Regions from separate parts of the Mus musculus genome. Here all the other regions are linked to region 4. The links are chromatin contacts, called in public HiChIP or PLAC-seq maps. All regions are on one chromosome and are shown on one strand. Each heading gives the region's core, a stretch centred on a gene start, on an enhancer-like site or on the middle of the called end of the contact. The rest is flanking DNA. Distances are from core to core; before and after follow the strand shown.

Region 1 (3,475 bases), core at 42-2,541, 200 kb before region 4:
CACAAACTGTATCCAATCGTTCCCAATCTCTTTTCATACCTTTAAAGCCAAAGTTGGATGTGGATCAGCACCAGGAAGATTCTGGTTCAAAAATCAAGAGTAGAGGGAAGTGACTTCATGGTCTTAAAGCTTGCCCCAAGAACCCATCTCAACAAATCCCAGCGCGTCATGGCCCATCCACAGAGCTGGTGCCCTAGGGTCGTAGGCTGCTGAACACCAGAGAGCCCCACAAGAGCCCTTCCTCCCCTCACACACCCACCTACACCTGCTTCCGTCTCCATCTGGATCAGTGAGGGTTGACAGCTACCTTTTGGAAAGGTGAAGATGGCTGAAGCCTGAAGCTCTGACTGCAGAGACTCGGACAAAGCCTGTGTAAATCACGAGTTCTGACTTTCCTAGAACTTCCCAGACCTCAAAACTGTTCTCGTTTGCCATAAAATCGCCAAACTATTCCAAGGGATGTTGACATTTCTGCTTCTAAAGCACACCTCTGAGGAAGTCTCATACGTCTCCAATGAATAATAAAAGACCTTTTGGCAGACATCGTGTCTAAATCTTTGATTTTAAAACTGTGATGCGTGGATCCAAGTTTTCCAATAAGCAGCAGCAGCTTCCTCTGCTTGTTCCAACCTACAGTCCCAGCCAGCGCCTCTTCCCTTCCTATCTGAAGATGTTACTGGGCTTATTAGTGGACAGATATCCCTTGATCTCTGTAAACTCTTGCAGAGTTTAGGCCACGCTTAGCCATGAGTTTAGCCACGACGAAGAGGGAAACATCAGAACTAAAGGCCAAAAGGCACCGTAGCTGGCTTCTTTCTGTGCAAGGAGTGAGTTTTTAGTGTCTCCTTCTGTGACCACAGCACCTTTTTCTGAATGCTTGAGAGACATTCATGGATGGAAGGAGCCGACACAGTGGGAGGAAGTCAGGTATGAGTCTAAGGGATCATGGGAATGGTGTGTGCTTTCCACTCAATGGTGGTACTGAGGAAGGCCTCAAATCCAAAAGCATTTGACTGGTAGAAAGAAAAGAAAAATACCAAATTCCGCACCAAGGGAGGGCAGAGGTGTCGCTGAGAAAAATCAAAATTCCGGGCTGGATCCAATGTGTCTTTAAAAAAAAAAAGAATAGTACTAGTTACTGCCTTGGTTACTGGAGATTAGAGACTGTTTGACTTGACAAGAGCCCTACAAATGAACGCTAAGCAAAACAGGAGAGTTGGAAAGCCAGCACAGCCAGGGGGTGTAGCTATAAAGCTGCCTCCCCCACACGCGGTCACAGATAAGAAGGTAAAGAAATGATGTCGGCCAGGGTCATGCAAGGAAACAAGAGAGACTTCTATAAATATAACCAGAAAGAAAATATTTGTTTTAGCTGATGAGATCACCACTCGTGGCTTGTAACAGGGAGCTTTTGTTGCTCCCTTAATTGAGGCTTGGAAAAGAGCAGAAATCAGACTACTAGCCCACAAGGTTCCAGGGAGTCGGCCCAGGTTAAATTAGATGCAGCTGAAGTCTTCAAGGCTCAATACCATCAATCTGGACTCTGGCCTGTGTTTTTGTGGACATGTTGGCTCCCACTCTTCCCACCTACTCCTTGCTCCAACAACCCACCTGGCTAGCATCTCATATTAGGAAATGGGGACAAAAACAGGAAGAGGCAGAAGGCCATGGGCTGGACGAAGACCTATGGGAGGGGCAAGGTCTCACATTCTCTACAACATCCTCCAAGGGTATCTACCATAGTCCAAGAGTCAGGAAGCACCCACAAATATTCAGTGCCTGCCATGTGCCAAGTGAAAGCACTAGACACTGCCAGTAGGCAGAACCCTGCTTACATTCAAGAGTTCAAAGTGTGGGGCCCGGCTGTTGTTGGAGGCGGATGACACATAATGACTGTATGACATAGTTGTGTACTGATAAGTACTACACAGAGAATTAAGTAGAGATAAGCGACCGGGGCTCCTTTAGCTCAGAAGTTTGGGCGAACTGTCTGAGCAGGTGTCATTAAGTCCAACACCTGAAAGATGAAGATGCACAGGTGAGATCAGGGAGACAGGTAAGGCCATAATAGCACAGGGGATAGAGAGGGCAGAGAGGCAGCCGCAAACAGGAAGGGCGGGTTTTAGAGGGCCTTGTGGGCCATGGGAAAGATTTTGTTGGATGTTTTTAGGGGAAGACTTCGATGATGCAAGATCTGCTTTAGAAACATGGGAGTTGGGTGTGGTAAAGAATGCCTGTAATTGCAGCATTTCAGAAGATCAGGTACGAAAACTGCAAGTTCAAGATCAGATGGGGCCAGATAGTGTCTTAGAAGACGAAAGGGAGAGGAGGAGGAGGAGGAGGAGGAGGAAGAGATGAAGAGAAGAGAAAGAAGGAGAAGAAGAGGAAGAAGGAGAACGAGAAGAAGAGGAGGAGAAGGAGAAGGAGGAGAGGAAGGAGAAGGAAGAAGTGGAGGAGGAGGAAGAGGAGATTCCCACCCCCAGGCTGCTTTTCCCAGGGTGCAAGAATAGAGCCTGGATTACCTGGATGGGGCATTGGTCCGAGGAAGAGAAGACAGAGGTGCATGGCAGTGAATGGAGCAGGGTTCTGGCCCATCAGTAAATGCATGATGAGAGTGACATGGAGAGAATGTAGAGCAGAGCTCTTCAAGACTTAAGAGGAACACAAGGGTCCTGGGGTTGTTTACAGTGCACTTCCTACCAGCAGACCTCCCACGATTCCAATTACCTATGGTTGGAAATTACTAAATGGAAGATTCCAGAAATAAATAATTTCTACATTTTTAAATTGCTGGCTATTCTGAGTAGCATGAGATCTCACACAGGCCCCCTCTGTCCCTCCTAGGATATGAGTCATGGGTCTGTACCTCGCAGCCCTGCTGTATTGCATGTGTGCATGGGACACCGACGTTCCTCACTTAGCATGGTTCTATTTGTGGTTTTGTTTGTTTGTTTGTTTTAACTTTACAAAAGTCACGTGGGACCGATACGCCACTGGCAGAGCCACTCTTCAAATTGTAGATTTTGGTCTTTTCCTAAGCCCCTGGTAGAACATCCTCTACTGAGACTTAGAATGGATCCCCCACAGCTGAGAAGACACACCACTTCAGGAAGATGGAACAATCTTTGAAAGCAGATGGGCTTGGAGAGGGACCAAGGGCTTTCATTTGGATGGGTGGAGTCTGAGTGGCCTGTTAGAGACCAGGAAAGAACAGAGAGACCAGGATGTGGAGTGGAGTTTCCATCCACAAGTTTGCATCCACATGGTATGAGAATCTATCAGACTGGATGAGAGTCCTGAGGGCTTGGGAGGGATGGAGGAGGAGGGAGGGGAGGAGGGGGAGGAGGGGGAGGGTGATCAGAAAGACTGAGGACATTGACTTGCAAAGAGAGAAATGGAGCTGAAAGACATAATATAGAAAGATCTTCAAAGCCAGGAGGGAGGAAGGGAAGGAGGGAGAGAGAGAGAGAGACCC
Region 2 (3,505 bases), core at 924-3,423, 150 kb before region 4:
TGGTGCGCAGGTGCGATTGGTCAGGAGCGTGGAACTTGGGAGTGGTGCGCAAGTGCGCACTGCTGAGGCGCAGTACCCATCCAAGACTGCTTGCTTGTCTCTTGCACATTACAGGGAGCCTTTCTAGGCTTTACCTAACCCCCTGTGCTGTGGCTGGGATGTTTGTATTTTGCCAACAGGGTTGGGTTGTTTTGTAGCTCTTCCTCCTCAGGACCATGGCTGCAGGAAGGGCTGGGTTACCTCCACTTCCTGCAGGCGGCCATTGGGCCCATCACCACTGGAGAATCTGCTGGCTGGTATCCTTGTCCTTGCCCAGCCACTGCTTGCCAAGAAGAGAGACAGGTACTCTAGTGGCCGAGCACGCCTAGAGGACATGCTGCCGGCCACACCCTCTCCCAGGTGTTCTGACTGTCCTGGTCACGAGGGCCTCCACTGGTCACTTGTGGGTTTAGAACTGTTGTTAGAACTGCCAGGGCTTCTTTGCAGCACCGTTCCAGCTATGACTCGGAGCCTGGGTGGAGCCTTGCGGTGCCGTTTCAGGCTCTCCCAAGCCCCCACCTTCTGCTCATCTTTCGAGGTCACTTGCTATATTTGGAGGCTGATGAAGGCCTCCTTGGACTTCTTACTGCCGAGTGTACTCAGTGGAATACAGTTTTGCTTGTGTTTAGTCTTGTATTTTCAAAGACCTTTGGGTCGCTTTAGATCCACTCTAGTGGAAATTTGCTTTTATATCCTGGAAACAAGTCAAGCATTCTGATCCCATGTGGTGAGCATGTTCGGGTCATACTGCTTATGAAGAGTTCTCTGTGGACAGCGATCCCAGAGAAGTGTTGGTGGGCTTAAAGGCGATCGTATGGAAATGTGCCCCTCCTCGTGCCTGTCTATATTTCTTGGCTGAAGTGGACTTTATCACAATAAAGGAATTTTGTGACATAATTCTTTCTCTAGGAAGGTGACATTTTGTTTGTATGTGACTTTCAAGCATTCTGATCTTCCACTGTTGGTACAAATGATGGCCTATCTCTGTTTTGGTTATGGCTTTTGAAACAGAGTCTTGCTGTGTGGCTAGGCTGGCCTTGAACTCAGCTCCCAGAGGCCTGGGATCACAGTGGGAGCCACCTCTCCTACTTGCCTGTCACTTTCGCTTGCTTTTACTTCTTTATGCTATGCCTATAAGCAGCCTCAGAGACAAAGAGGCCCCTGGACTTGGCCTCTGTAGCTTCCCTGCCTTGCTGGTGTGGCAGAGCTAGGTGCTGTCATGGACTGTCAGTCAGGGTGGATGCTGTGTTGGCAGGGGCTGGCTGGCCTGCCTTGTGCTCATGCACTATTCATTGGCACACCAGAAGTTGTCTGTACCGGCTTCTCCAATGGTGCTCACACACAGTTGCCTGCCTTTTCTCTTCCCAGGCTATTTTGCAAGCTCTTGTGGTCTCTAAAACACTTGAATGTATGCAGCAGGCAGGGCAACCAAGAGTGGCATAGATAGGTCCCCCACAGTAAAGGAGACCAAGGGATTTGGCTGAAAAGAAAAAAAAAGTTAGGCTGTGGGTTGGAAAGGGAACCCATCTCCTGGTGTCTACTTAGAAGTGTTTATGTTATGATCTTTTTTTCTCCTTACACTAACTATACATAGCCGTGTGATGTCCACTGAATGGGTTGGGAAGAAGGGCCTGAAGAAGCTAGGTGACCTGCCTGAGGACTCTCAGCTGATGCATAGTGGTTCTAACTCAGGAGTAGAGGTGCCAGCTTACGTGGTGGTAAAGAGCGTGCCTTCTGGAATCAGACTGGAGCATGTGACCTCATGTGTGTTCTGTAGCCTCCCTGGACTCGGTTTCCTTGTCAGGATCATTGGGGCAGGAAGGTGCCTGAGAGTCCTGCTTCGAGGTTACAGGCAGACACAATCCCACCAGGTACGTGGCAAGCACACAGTGGTCTTCTTGCCTGTGCCTTTGAAACTTGGAGTGTAGGCCTGGGGCTGTGGGTTTCCTCTCGGTTCGGGAACAGCATGTGTGGGTTCAGGCTGTGCAGTGAGCCAGGAATGGGTTTGTGTGCAGAATCTTGAATAAGAAACGTGCTTGAGCAAGGAGGAGCTCACCTGTCCCTGGGCCATCTATGGCTGTCCTTGGGCCATCCCTGGCTGTCCCGTCCAAGGTTGACTACCACCTGCTCCTGCTAATTGCCTCTCACTCCTGCTTGCTGTCTGATTACTGTCTGCCTTGTTCCTGTGACTCAGCATTCTCTGTCCTACTAGTAATCTTTTAAACTTCCTGAAATGATATATTCATTAACTTATGGATGGCACCGCTTGGCCTCGTCACTGTACTGGGTTGTGTGTCCGTGTTTGTGTGTGAGTGTGTATGTATGTGTGTATGTGTCTGTAAGTGTGTGTGAGTTGAGTGTGTGTGAGTATGTGTATATCTGGGAGTGTGTGTATGTGTGTGTGTATGAGTGTGTGTGTGTGTGTGTGTGTGTGTGTGTGTAAATACAAAAATGGTATGGGCCATTGATTGGGAAAACAAAGACAAAACAGCTCTAACTCGAGGAGAGCCAGCTTGGGCCCGGTGTTGGTTTAGAGTTTACAGGCATGGTCAGTTCTGCGTCATTTGAACTTCACAGGTGAGGACGTAGAAATAACCAGCATCCACCTTAGGACACTCAGGACATAAAAGAGAGATGCCTCCGCCTTGAACCTGGTCTACACTGACCCCTAGCCTACAAAGGTGTGATTCCTATGCATCCTAGGTCATTGAGAGGAGTATTTAGGTGAGAAGAGAGTACCCACCTCCCTTTTAAACCTTCAGTCTTCTTTATAGAAGTGTTTGCTCACTTAGTAATTTCAGCTTTTTTTCATACTTTTTTTTTGAGAATTTTGCACACTGTTTTGACCATAATCACCCCACCTCAACTCTTCCCATATCCCTATCCCCTTCCCTTTCCACCCAACCATGACCCCCCACCCCCATCTCCCATCAAGAACATCTGTACTGCACCATCTTCTCCCAGGGCTCAGGGATCATTGCTGGAGAAGGGGCAGAAAGAGTGTAAGAGCCAGAGAGGCTGTGAACAAATACAAGGAATACTGTCCTGCAGACACAGCAGGGCAGCAGCCCTTCCAGACCCACAGCAGCTGTGACAGCACGCGCACACGCACACGCTCCATGGGAGCTCAAGCCAGACCAAGTCCCGGCATAGCAAGGGGAGGTGGATGTGAAATCCCACCCCTAGCTCAGGAGCCATTGGATGTGATAGCTCCTGGGAAGAAGGACAGTTAAGAGTGTTGCCTCTGGTAGGTTGACCAGGCTCCAGCGTAAGGCCACATTGCCAAGAATGTATGGGCGACACAGAGAAGAGGGTATGCGATGCAAAGCAGTGGCTTAGAGTTGAGAGCGAGCCCAGGACATTATAGGCAGTGAGGGGGGCAGCCCTCCTCGCTGGTTGCTGAGCTCAGTACCAGTGAGTCTGAACCACTGTGGTAGGCTCTGCCTGGGTGCTTGGAGGTGAGTAA
Region 3 (3,101 bases), core at 58-2,557, 180 kb before region 4:
GGGTATTGGAACCCCTGGAGCTGGCGTTACAGATGGTGGTTAACTACCGTGTAGGTGCTAGGGATCAAGCCTAGATTTTTGGAAGAGCAGTCAATGCTCTTAACCACTGAGCCTTTGCTTCAGTCCTTTAACCTTCTGTTTCCTTTTATTTTGTTTCGTTTGGAGACAGTGTCTCACTATTAAGCTCCAACTGTCATAGAACTCACTCTGTAGACCAGGCTGGCCTCAAACTCACAGAGATACACCTGCTTCTGTCTCCCAAGTGCTGGGATTAAAGGTGTGCACCATTACATCTGGCTTAATCTGTTCTTGAAGTACACTTTTTTTTTTGTCCAATTTCTTTTTAACTTTTTGTTTTTGCTTTTCTGTTTCCCTCATTGTTGGATACAGAACTCTTACATAGTGAATAAGAACCCCATGTCCTGAGTTGCTTCCCCAGTTCTTCACTGAAAAAATTTTTCTCTCTAGTATTTTAGTGTTGTTTTTGTTTGTTTGAGGGTCAGGAGTTCAAAGTCACCCTTAACTATTAATATACAGTTCAAAGCCAGCCTTCCATATTTAATGAGACTCTTGCCTTTTAAAAAGGAAAGAATAAAAAGAAATAAAATTGTTTTCCAGAATAATTATATTGTTAAGGTGTTAATCTTTCAGGGTTTAGAATTTAGAGATATTTTATCACTTAGGATTATGGCCTTTGGATTGAGTCTTTGGGGATCAAAGCCTGCGTTCACGATCAAAATTAACATTGTAACAAGAACAACTTAATTTGATAAGCATTTTCTAAGACAACTTTGTATCTTTGATCCTAGGGCTCAAAGAGGTTAAATGACCCTCCCATTAGCATCCTTTGCTTGGTCCCTTCTCTAGCTCCCCGGAGCTCGCCCGCGGCTGGCACCCGCTGGGAGTTCTGTTTTCAAGAGCAAGCCTAGCAAACATTCTGTTCTGTGTGCAGCGGGATCCTCTGGGGCAGGGCGCCTGGGATAGTGCTGGAATTTCTAATCCTTATGATGTTCCTGTGTGTGTTGACTGGGGAGGGAAAAGAGGAGAAAAAGGATAGCAGGGGTAGTTCGGGTTTGGATTTAGGTTTGAGTCGAAAGAACGATTTATCTGTGCTGGAACTTCATTTCATTTGGGTCACTTGAGGCTCAACCGATGCCCAGGAGAGAGGCCAACGCATCATCGCTTATCCGTTACCTTTCCTCCACAGCCTTCCCCAGCCACCAGGGTAGGCGCCTGCTCCTGGTTACCGTGGCAACCGCGAGGAGCCCTAGACAGCTCTGCTACGGCACTTTCTGCAGCCCTAGCTGAGATGCAGCGGTGAGGGAGGACAGACAGAGGCAGACCCCGGGTTCTTCGTTCCTTCTTCGCTGCTCCGATGAAAGAAGTGTGCCTCGGGGCTTCTGAGTGAGAACCTTTGATGGGATTCTAGCTGGAAGGTGGAGTCACCACACTCAGGATGCATGCAGCCACAACAGCAGCACCTGTGTCCTGAGGACCAGCCAATCTGGGGAGGCAAGCTCTCACCGGCGAGGAAGATGCGGGTGTGAAGCCCCAAGTCCGTAAGTACCACCAAATCTCCCCTTGGGTGAGCAAACCCCTTAAAGAAAAAGGTTCTGTGTCTTGATTGACGCCTTTAAAAATATTTATCACATCTTTCAATTGTTTATGCCTTGCTTTGCCTTTCTGACATATGTGGGATTCTTGGAACAATTCTGTCTGCCTTTAAACGCATGGCTCTCTTAAGCAGTGGGAGCTACACCCGGGTATCCTTGTCTCCTTTACCGCACAACGCCCCATCAGCGGATACCGTGCACCATAAGCACACGCCCCAAAGACTGAGAAACACAGCGCTCAGTTTCTTAGCCAATACCGTCCAATTTTCTTTATTCTTTAACACCCCCCCACAACCCCCACCAAAGAAATAACATCCCTAGGCAAGCCAGTGGTATGCCAGTCGGAGGACTGCCCGGGGATCCTCACGACACCGTGTCCTTCCTGCAAGCTCAATGTGAATCCATTAGCTCATCCACAGGCGACAATTGTTACACTCGGAGGGACATTCATTTCGGTCCAGTAGAGGGCGCCGGCGCTCGCCTCCACAACCGGGTAAACAGGCCAGAGATGCCATCCCCACAAGCACAGGCATGCACGTGCCCCTGGCTGCGGAGGACTCGGCGCAAGTCAGCCTCTGTCGAGCGTTAACAAAGGGATGGTTATGTTGGTTCCCCTCTGGAAGTCAATGGAAGGGCGAAAAGAGACTTTCGGAGCACTGCGTTTGTTTCAGAACCGAGGGAGCATGTTTCCAGGGCAAAGTACTTTCTGTATATTCGTCAGGTCCTCTCCCCCCCCCACCCCCACCCCCGTCAACCCCTCCTCTCCCACCTCCCACCCCCAATCTATTCTTGCCTAGCCATGGCACTAGGACGAAGTGTTTAGAATGTATCGCGTTGGAAAGACAGGAGAAAAGGGGGAGAGACCTAGATGGAATGAGCGATAAAGGGACGGCTGCACTGCTGGCCCCTGCAGTAGTCCGCCCTAGCTACTGGGGTCTTCCCAAGTGATTCTAAAGCACCGAGGTTGCCCGCCACCATTCTAATCAGGATGACGTATACAGGTGAACTCCGTACGCTGCTGCTGGAGGGCGGGGTATATTGTTTTTGTGATGCGCGACTAGCCGCTGTGTGGAAGAAAGCATGCAGGAGCCGAGGCTGGACCTCGGCAGGCAGGACCTCTGACTACCTGAAGCAGCTGAGGGCGAGAGGGATGTTTCGAAGCAGAGAGGGCGCGCCTCTCTCAGAATGGGCTCCTTCTCTGAAGAAATGTTCTGACCTATATTCCAGACCAAGGAGAAAAGGAAATGTGAGCCTCTGCGGGACTGCAGAGGGAAAACTGCGGGTTCCTGTAGAAATGGGGTCCGTGTCTGTGTGCTTAGCAGAGTCACACATAACTGTCCCACTCTTCAGCCGCAAGAAGCATGGCTGCTGGAAAGAGGTGGATGGAACACGGTGATTCACGCCTGGAACCCCAGCATTTGGGAGGTGGTCACAAAGGATCACAGGTTGAAGGCCACACAGCTATAGAGCAAGTTTGAGGCTAGCCTG
Region 4 (3,097 bases), core at 175-2,674:
TGCACCTAATATGTGTGTGTTTCACTGAGATGGTGTCTTCCTGTTACAGCCCCATCCTCCAGCCTGACTCGGTTCCTCTTTTAACTCAACAGACTAGAAAAAATTAGTTCATTCTTATCTTGTTCTCCATTCATCTGTCTCGTCTCCCTGGGCATAATGATAGCTCTTTATCTGCTGTCCTAGTCACCAAGAACCACAGACCTCTCGTCTTCCATCGCCTGCACCCAGGCCTCGTTTGTTGCATCAGGACTCCAAGTGTAGGACTGGGACTGTGTGCTCTTTATGGGGACTCAGTGCACTGTGTTGCTACTGGGTGTGCCTGCTGAGGTCTTCCAGGCAGTGAGTGACATTGGCACAAAGGTGGGGTGTGTGCATGCACATGAGGTTCAAAGCCCATCCCTATACTGGGCTCAGGTACTGTCTTAGGAAGCCTGAAGGAGCCCGAGTAAAGGATCGTGTGGCCCAAAGTCCCCTTTGCTTCCATGGTGAGTGTGCTCATGTGAAGACAGTTTGTGTCAGTCACAGTGGTCAAATCTTCTATCTCTGTGTGCCTTTGTGGTCAGGTCACACTGCTTCTCCATGAGGTAATGAATCATCTTACCACAGTGGGGAGTGCCAGATGCTCCCAGTTGGCTATGCAGGATCCATCATGCTGGTATAACCACCCAGTGACCATAGCCAGGAAGAGCAGAGGAACTTATTTCCTAGCAGTGTGAACAAGCCAGTCACAGATTCCTAGAACAGCAAGGGCCTGGACGCCTTATGTACTGGGTGTATTCCACGGGGACAGGATCATTCCTTGGTGGTCACATAGGGAATGCTGAGGACCAGAGGCAGTGGCAAACATGCCTCTTAGGATGGCGTTGTATCTCACTGAACGAGGGCAGGACAGGGTATTAAAATATGGAACCTACTGGGTGTGGTGACTCCATGCGACCCTAACAGTCTGGAGGCAGAGGCAGGATTGCACAAGTTCAGGGCCAGCCTGGGCTACCTAGTGAGTTCTGGGGATATATACAAGCAAGATCCTGTCTCAAGAAAACAAAAGGAGGGAGAGGGGAGCAAACATGGAACCTCAGTGGGGGACAGGCCAAGACAATGCATCCACAAAACTGTAGAGAATGGTTTGCAACCTCTGTGACATCTAGTGGTGAATGCAAGCACAATACGTATTTTTTAAATGCCATCGTCAAATGGATGTCAGGTTGCTAGTAGGTGACACTCCTGTGACTATTGGGAAGATGTGTCTCTCCTGTGGAGGAGGAAATCCATGCTGGAGCTTCTAGAGACTGGGTCTCTGACCTCTAAACAACTCAGTGAAAGAAGGTGCTATGTAAAGACTGTGCCCTCAGGCTCACATGGTACTGTACCATCTGGAAGTCGAGGTAAAGGGTGTTCTGGCACCACTGGCTTCATCCTTCAGTGTTGCTGGGTTTGAAACCCCTCAAAATTAGAAGAATCAGGAGCAAGGGGCCCACATTTGCCACTGCCCTGGTCCTGCTTGTCTTCAGCATTCCCTGTGACCACAAGGAGTCATCTTGTCCCTGTGGAGTCCACCTGTCACATAAGATCTCCACGGGCTTGCTGTTTTAGGAATCTGGGCTTTAGCTTGCCTGGAGAAGGAAGCCTCTGGCCACAGTGTGGTATAGGAGGAAGCCAGGCTTCTTCCTGTTTCACAGACCCAAGGCCTGAGTCAGCACTTGAGAAAACAAGTGCCTGGGTTTAGTTTCCATAGCGACACGTGCACAATGAAAACCAAAACCTTGATTTTACTCAAATGTTTATTATACAAAATCAAATTATTTAGGGGTTATATGTTTCTATTCATGTGTGTGCAAGCACATGCATTTAACATGCATGTGAGAAGCTAAAAGAACAACCTTGAGTGTCACTCCTCATGTGTCTGTCTACTTGTTTGTATGTATGTATGTATGTATGTATGTATGTATGTATGTATGTATGTATGATAAAGAGTTCACCATGTAGGCTAGACTGGCTGTCTGGACAGCAAATCTTGGGGGTCAGGATCCACCTGTTTCCACCTCCTCCCTAGCTGTAAGATTACAGGCACACCCCACCAAGCCTGGCTTTTTATACGGGGTTTATAGCTCACTCTCAAGTCTTCATGCTTGCAAAACATGTATTTTACGAACAGGCTTATCTCTCCAGCCCAATCTAGGTTTTCCTAGCCATCTAAAGCCCTGACAACAAGAAGTAACTTCCTTTTGCTTCCATCTGGTTCTTATGAGCAGCCTGCCCAACTACTCCTTCACCACTGAGGCCCACTAGGGTCTGTCCTGCCCTCTACGAGCCCCCTTATCCTGCTTGGTAGCCCTGACACAGTTCCATTGCCAGCGAGCCATGCTCTTGACCCTACTTTCCCAGGTGACCCAGAGTGTGTCATGCTTGTCTTCCCTGTCACTGCCACTGCCAGGTTGGCACCAGTCGCAGCAGGGAGTGCATTAATAAGGGGCTGCTGTGGATCCCTTGCAGACAGGTGTCGGCATGGCTCTTGAAGTGTGTCAGTGTAGGACCCTGGGGACCACATCTGTACTTTACCTTTTTAAACTGGCCCGTTCTGCATGACGACTTAACTCACAGTCGGCTATGCAGGGGAGAGGAACTGAGCAGGCATGATGCCCGTGCTCAGAGCTAAAAGCAGCAAGTGTGTGCCCAGCCAGCATGCATGTGGTATCCTGTGCAGGTCCCCCAATGTGCCACCCTTAGCGTCCTCCTGTCCTGGGTGCCACCAGATTCCGATTGCCTGCATCCACAGGGACCTTTAGGCACTTTATGTGACCCATGAGAAGACCACAAAAGCAAAGGAAACCGGCCAAGGCTTTGAGCAACTCTGGTCAGTGTGTGAACTGGAGAGGTTTCAATGGTTGCCCAAACACTGGTACTTCCTCTAAAAAACCGTGATTTGTGCTGGTTTGGTTCCCTTCACTGGGTCTAGTTCTGAAAAAGCAGGTTTGCCCAGTGTCAGGACATGTCTTCCATTCCATGCTAAGTGTTCAGTGGCAGGAACAGAGAGGAAGGAAGGGGCTGCCGTGGCTGAGGAGGGCCAAGTCACCACACATTTCGACAAACTGGGATC
Region 5 (3,249 bases), core at 324-2,823, 260 kb before region 4:
ATAATAAAATCTATGTAGAGCCTTGGAAGTTTGAAGTAAGCCCCCCCCCTCGTTTTGTAGATGTGAAAAGCCAGCCAAGAGAAGTTTGATGACCTTCCCGAAGTGCTAGCCACATTGCCAAGTGCCCGAATCTGAACTCCTCCTACGGTCCCACACCTAGGACCTGAGCACAAGTGGTTTCCTCTGGTCACTCTCTCCTGCGTTGTCAAATTCTTCAAGATCCCAGGTGTGTCTGGAAGCATGCTTGGCGAGTGATAGGATAGGCTTAGAGGTAGGGCTGACAGGAGAGCCAGCGCCAGAAAGTCTTGGGCAATCTCCCAAATGAACAGCCAGAGGGGAGGAGGAGGGGTGGCAGGAGGAGGGGAAAAGGAGGGCGGAGGGGATGGGGGAGGGAGAAAAGAGGTGGGGAGGAGAGAAGGAAGGTTCTGGCCTGGCTGTTCTGTCACTGACACCAGAGCAAGTGGCTCAGAGAACCTGACCTTGGCCTGTGAGATACTCTTATTCTGCCCACCCCTCTCCACTCTAACCTTTCTGTCCCACTTCACTGCGGACACACCAGGGCTTCCTGGCGTGGGGGGAGGGGGGCGGGAGAGCAATGATTGAGGCCAACGTTAGTCCCCCGCAGGGGAGCTTCCCAGGGGCTTTGGCAGAGATGCTGTAAAGCTCGCTCTGAGGGGCTGTGAAGGTAGCAGCCGCTAGTGGAGACAGCAACTAATGAAGAAGAGTTGCTGCCTGGAAGCCAGAATAGAAAATAAAATGAAACGGCTTAGGTCCCCTGGTATCTGGGTCCCAAACTTCTGAGTCCCAAAGTCTTTTTGACTTTGACCGCCGGGAAAGGTGAGGAGCCTGCTCCAGCGCCAGGCGCTTGCGAAGCTGGTTTGGACCCAGCTGAAACTGAGGGTGCCCCAAACCCAAGCCGATGGCCGAGGAGCCAGCACTGGTGACAGGCACCTGGGAAACGTCTTGGGTCCATAACACCCAGCTCGAATTGAAGTTGCCCTAAACCCAAGCCGATAGCCGATGGCCGGGTGATGAGGGTGGAGAATGACCCCGGGAACGTGCCACTTTTGATTAGGTTTGGAGACTACTCCCCCAGGCCACCCAGGTCCAGACCACCTGTCCAGAATCCCTCGGCATCCCATTTCTTCTCACTCTGGTCCACGAGTGGCTACTCCCCCAGATTCTAACGTATCTCTCCACCGAGCTCTCCAGGTTCGCCCTCCTCTCTTTAGCGAGCGCAGATCGGTCTTAGGTCCCTTTAAGGATCCAATAGCCCCTGCTCTCTACATTCTCTACAAAATATTCTCACCCCTGGGAAACAAGACCCTTGACCCTGAACTGACCCACAGACCCTCCAGGAGACTTGGAGCCCAGTAGATCCAAAGCCACCCCACAGCTACCCCGTGGCCCCGCAGCTCTCTCCCCGGCACCTGCGCGCGTCCGGGGCCAGCCCGGGCGGGGAAGTCTCACCATCGTGGCCGCTCTCTTCGCCCGCTCGCCTCCCAGCTGGGCCTGCCCACCCCAACTGCTCCAGATACGGCCGCCTCCGCGGTTGTGACACACTGCGAGGGAGGGGGCCTGAGACAGACATGCTGGGCCAGCAGTTGCCCTGCAGCATCACAGTGCCCGCGGAGGGGAGGGACCTGGGTAGGTCACAATGGCACCTCCCCTCCCACCAGAGGCTCCCTAGTCCAGCCTGGCTGCTTCTCATGCCCGGAGCTGCCACTGAGCTCCTGAGCCTTGCAGTCCAGGAAGCAGTCCTGTGACCGCAACACACGTGTGCATACAAACCCCGCATCCACTCCGAGGCCACTGGAAAGCAGTGGAAAAATACTCCAAAACAAATGCTTGTTTCTCCCCCCAAATGTTCATAGTCGTCCTGCTGCCAACACTGGCTGGTGTGGTGGGAAGACACTAATCTGTTAGCCGGTCACCTCAGTCCAGGAGAGCCTGCAGGATCAGACCAGCCCGTGGTCAGAGCCCACGCTTCTGCTTCCACCACTGCCTGCCTGGTTACTGGAGAAGTCAGAAGATGGTATGCCTCTGCATCTGCATCTGCATCTGCTGCAAGCCCTCCATAGTAGATTCAGGGATTCAGCACTATTTTAAATACTCTCAGAATATCTCCATGATTCTCAAGTCTCTCCTCCTGACCCACTCCTACAAGAGCCTTTCCTACGTAATCCCCAAATGTGTCACTTTGCATGTACCCCAGAACATCAGGGTTCTCACTGCCTCTGCCCTGTTAGGACCTCCTCTTAGTGGCCACAGATGACACTGAAGAGCAAAGGATTTCTTCACCCTCCATCTAGTTGGGTGAGGATAGGGGCTCACCTAGCCTGTAACCCTGGCTGTCCTGGAACTTGCTTTGTAAACCAAGCTGGCCTGGAACTCACAGAGCTCCACCCACCTGCCTCTGCTTCCAAAGTGTGTGCTACCATGCTCAGCTTAAGAGCCTCTCTAGTTGCCCACATTACTAACAGGCTCCACAAGTCCCTTTGTCTCCAAGTCGGTTGGGGTTGGATGGTTCTTACACCTGAACTGCGACATGGAATTCCCTATCAAGGGCCACTTCATACTTAAGAGATATAACCCAGCTTTTCTTCCCTCCCTCTTTTCTCTGGCAACTTCCCACCACACAAGTCACTGTGGGAAGTTAAGAGTTCTTCAAGATGTAGGTGGAGCTGCTGTGGCCAGATGTTGGCTCTGTTTCCAAACATAGATGAAGACACACCTTTGCTTCTGTGCTCAGGAAGCAGCAGAGTAAAACTTATCTAGGTAGTAGTTTATTCTGTTGGCTCACCTTTCATGTATTTGTCTATGAGTTTCTTGAGGAGAGGATACATGTTTTAATCATCTTTGCATGTGAGAAAGTACTGAAAACACTTCCCACTGATACACGGCCTCCAAGCTGGAACTGCCTACCCCAAGGACTCCAGATAAACTGCCTCCACTGCTGTAACACACATGAAGAGTTCTGGGGACAAAGTGCTGGGCCAGCAGCATCACAGTGCCCACACAGAGGAAGGACCCAGGTAGGTCACAGTCTTATACTGTAATAGCTTAAAATTGGAGACTCAGTCAGATGGCGGTAGACACCTTTAATTCCACCACTCTGGAGGCAGAGGCAAGCAGATCTCTGTGAGTTTGAGGCCAGCCTGGTCTACAGAGTGAGTTCCAGGACAGCCAGAGCTGCACAGAGAAACCCTGTATCAATAATAATAATAATAATAATAATAATAATAGAGA

What was found. HiChIP or PLAC-seq counts read pairs in DNA pulled down with a chosen protein or histone mark.
Region 1: a contact with region 4 is called in a FOXA1 HiChIP or PLAC-seq map of pancreatic cancer cells. The contact joins two enhancer-like sites. A contact is called at or near these places in 2 of 484 Hi-C or Micro-C datasets (bone marrow-derived macrophages and embryonic fibroblasts), 6 of 115 datasets of contacts at active chromatin or transcription factors (acute myeloid leukemia, embryonic stem cells, extraembryonic endoderm stem cells and 2 more) and 3 of 9 other capture datasets (adipose tissue, liver and pancreatic islet).
Region 2: a contact with region 4 is called in an HNF4G HiChIP or PLAC-seq map of pancreatic cancer cells. The contact joins two enhancer-like sites. A contact is called at or near these places in 4 of 484 Hi-C or Micro-C datasets (the AML12 cell line, bone marrow-derived macrophages and embryonic stem cells), 20 of 115 datasets of contacts at active chromatin or transcription factors (T-cell acute lymphoblastic leukemia, acute myeloid leukemia, bone marrow-derived dendritic cells and 11 more) and 3 of 9 other capture datasets (adipose tissue, liver and pancreatic islet).
Region 3: an HNF4G HiChIP or PLAC-seq map of pancreatic cancer cells shows a contact between it and region 4. The contact joins the promoter of Mical3 here to the enhancer-like site in region 4. A contact is called at or near these places in 1 of 39 promoter capture datasets (embryonic stem cells), 1 of 15 datasets of contacts at CTCF or cohesin (large pre-B cells), 29 of 484 Hi-C or Micro-C datasets (B cells, the CH12 cell line, the G1E-ER4 cell line and 21 more), 20 of 115 datasets of contacts at active chromatin or transcription factors (acute myeloid leukemia, bone marrow-derived macrophages, craniofacial prominence and 13 more) and 4 of 9 other capture datasets (adipose tissue, embryonic stem cells, liver and 1 more).
Region 5: a contact with region 4 is called in an HNF4G HiChIP or PLAC-seq map of pancreatic cancer cells. The contact joins the promoter of Tuba8 here to the enhancer-like site in region 4. A contact is called at or near these places in 4 of 39 promoter capture datasets (the C10 cell line, the HPC-7 cell line, cranial neural crest and 1 more), 1 of 484 Hi-C or Micro-C datasets (bone marrow-derived macrophages), 3 of 115 datasets of contacts at active chromatin or transcription factors (embryonic stem cells, pancreatic cancer cells and stem cell-derived neural progenitor cells) and 5 of 9 other capture datasets (adipose tissue, embryonic stem cells, liver and 2 more).

The regions. Positions count from the first base shown.
Region 1 is chr6:121,158,222-121,161,696 of GRCm38.p6, reverse strand. It overlaps a transcript of Mical3 not described here. Among named protein-coding and RNA genes, the nearest start is that of Gm30842, 22 kb to the right of the region's middle. Within about 2 kb of position 1,291, at least 37 of the 459 cell types and tissues checked have an H3K27ac peak or open chromatin away from gene starts, as enhancers often do. A contact at or near this core is called in pancreatic cancer cells, where this site is marked.
Region 2 is chr6:121,100,094-121,103,598 of GRCm38.p6, reverse strand. All of the region lies in intron 1 of Mical3 (microtubule associated monooxygenase, calponin and LIM domain containing 3), which reads left to right. Among named protein-coding and RNA genes, the nearest start is that of Mical3, 29 kb to the left of the region's middle. Within about 2 kb of position 2,173, at least 40 of the 459 cell types and tissues checked have an H3K27ac peak or open chromatin away from gene starts, as enhancers often do. A contact at or near this core is called in bone marrow-derived macrophages and pancreatic cancer cells, where this site is marked.
Region 3 is chr6:121,129,228-121,132,328 of GRCm38.p6, reverse strand. Mical3 (microtubule associated monooxygenase, calponin and LIM domain containing 3) reads left to right here and starts at 1,307. Exons shown (of 32, transcript NM_001270475.1): 1 at 1,307-1,559.
Region 4 is chr6:120,953,953-120,957,049 of GRCm38.p6, reverse strand. The region is part of intron 27 of Mical3 (microtubule associated monooxygenase, calponin and LIM domain containing 3); the gene reads left to right. Among named protein-coding and RNA genes, the nearest start is that of Gm43915, 3.3 kb to the left of the region's middle. Within about 2 kb of position 1,424, at least 77 of the 459 cell types and tissues checked have an H3K27ac peak or open chromatin away from gene starts, as enhancers often do. A contact at or near this core is called in B cells, the CH12 cell line, the G1E-ER4 cell line and 7 more, where this site is marked.
Region 5 is chr6:121,209,058-121,212,306 of GRCm38.p6, reverse strand. It overlaps Tuba8 (tubulin, alpha 8), which reads right to left and starts at 1,573. Exons shown (of 5, transcript NM_017379.2): 1 at 1,471-1,573. The coding sequence starts at 1,473.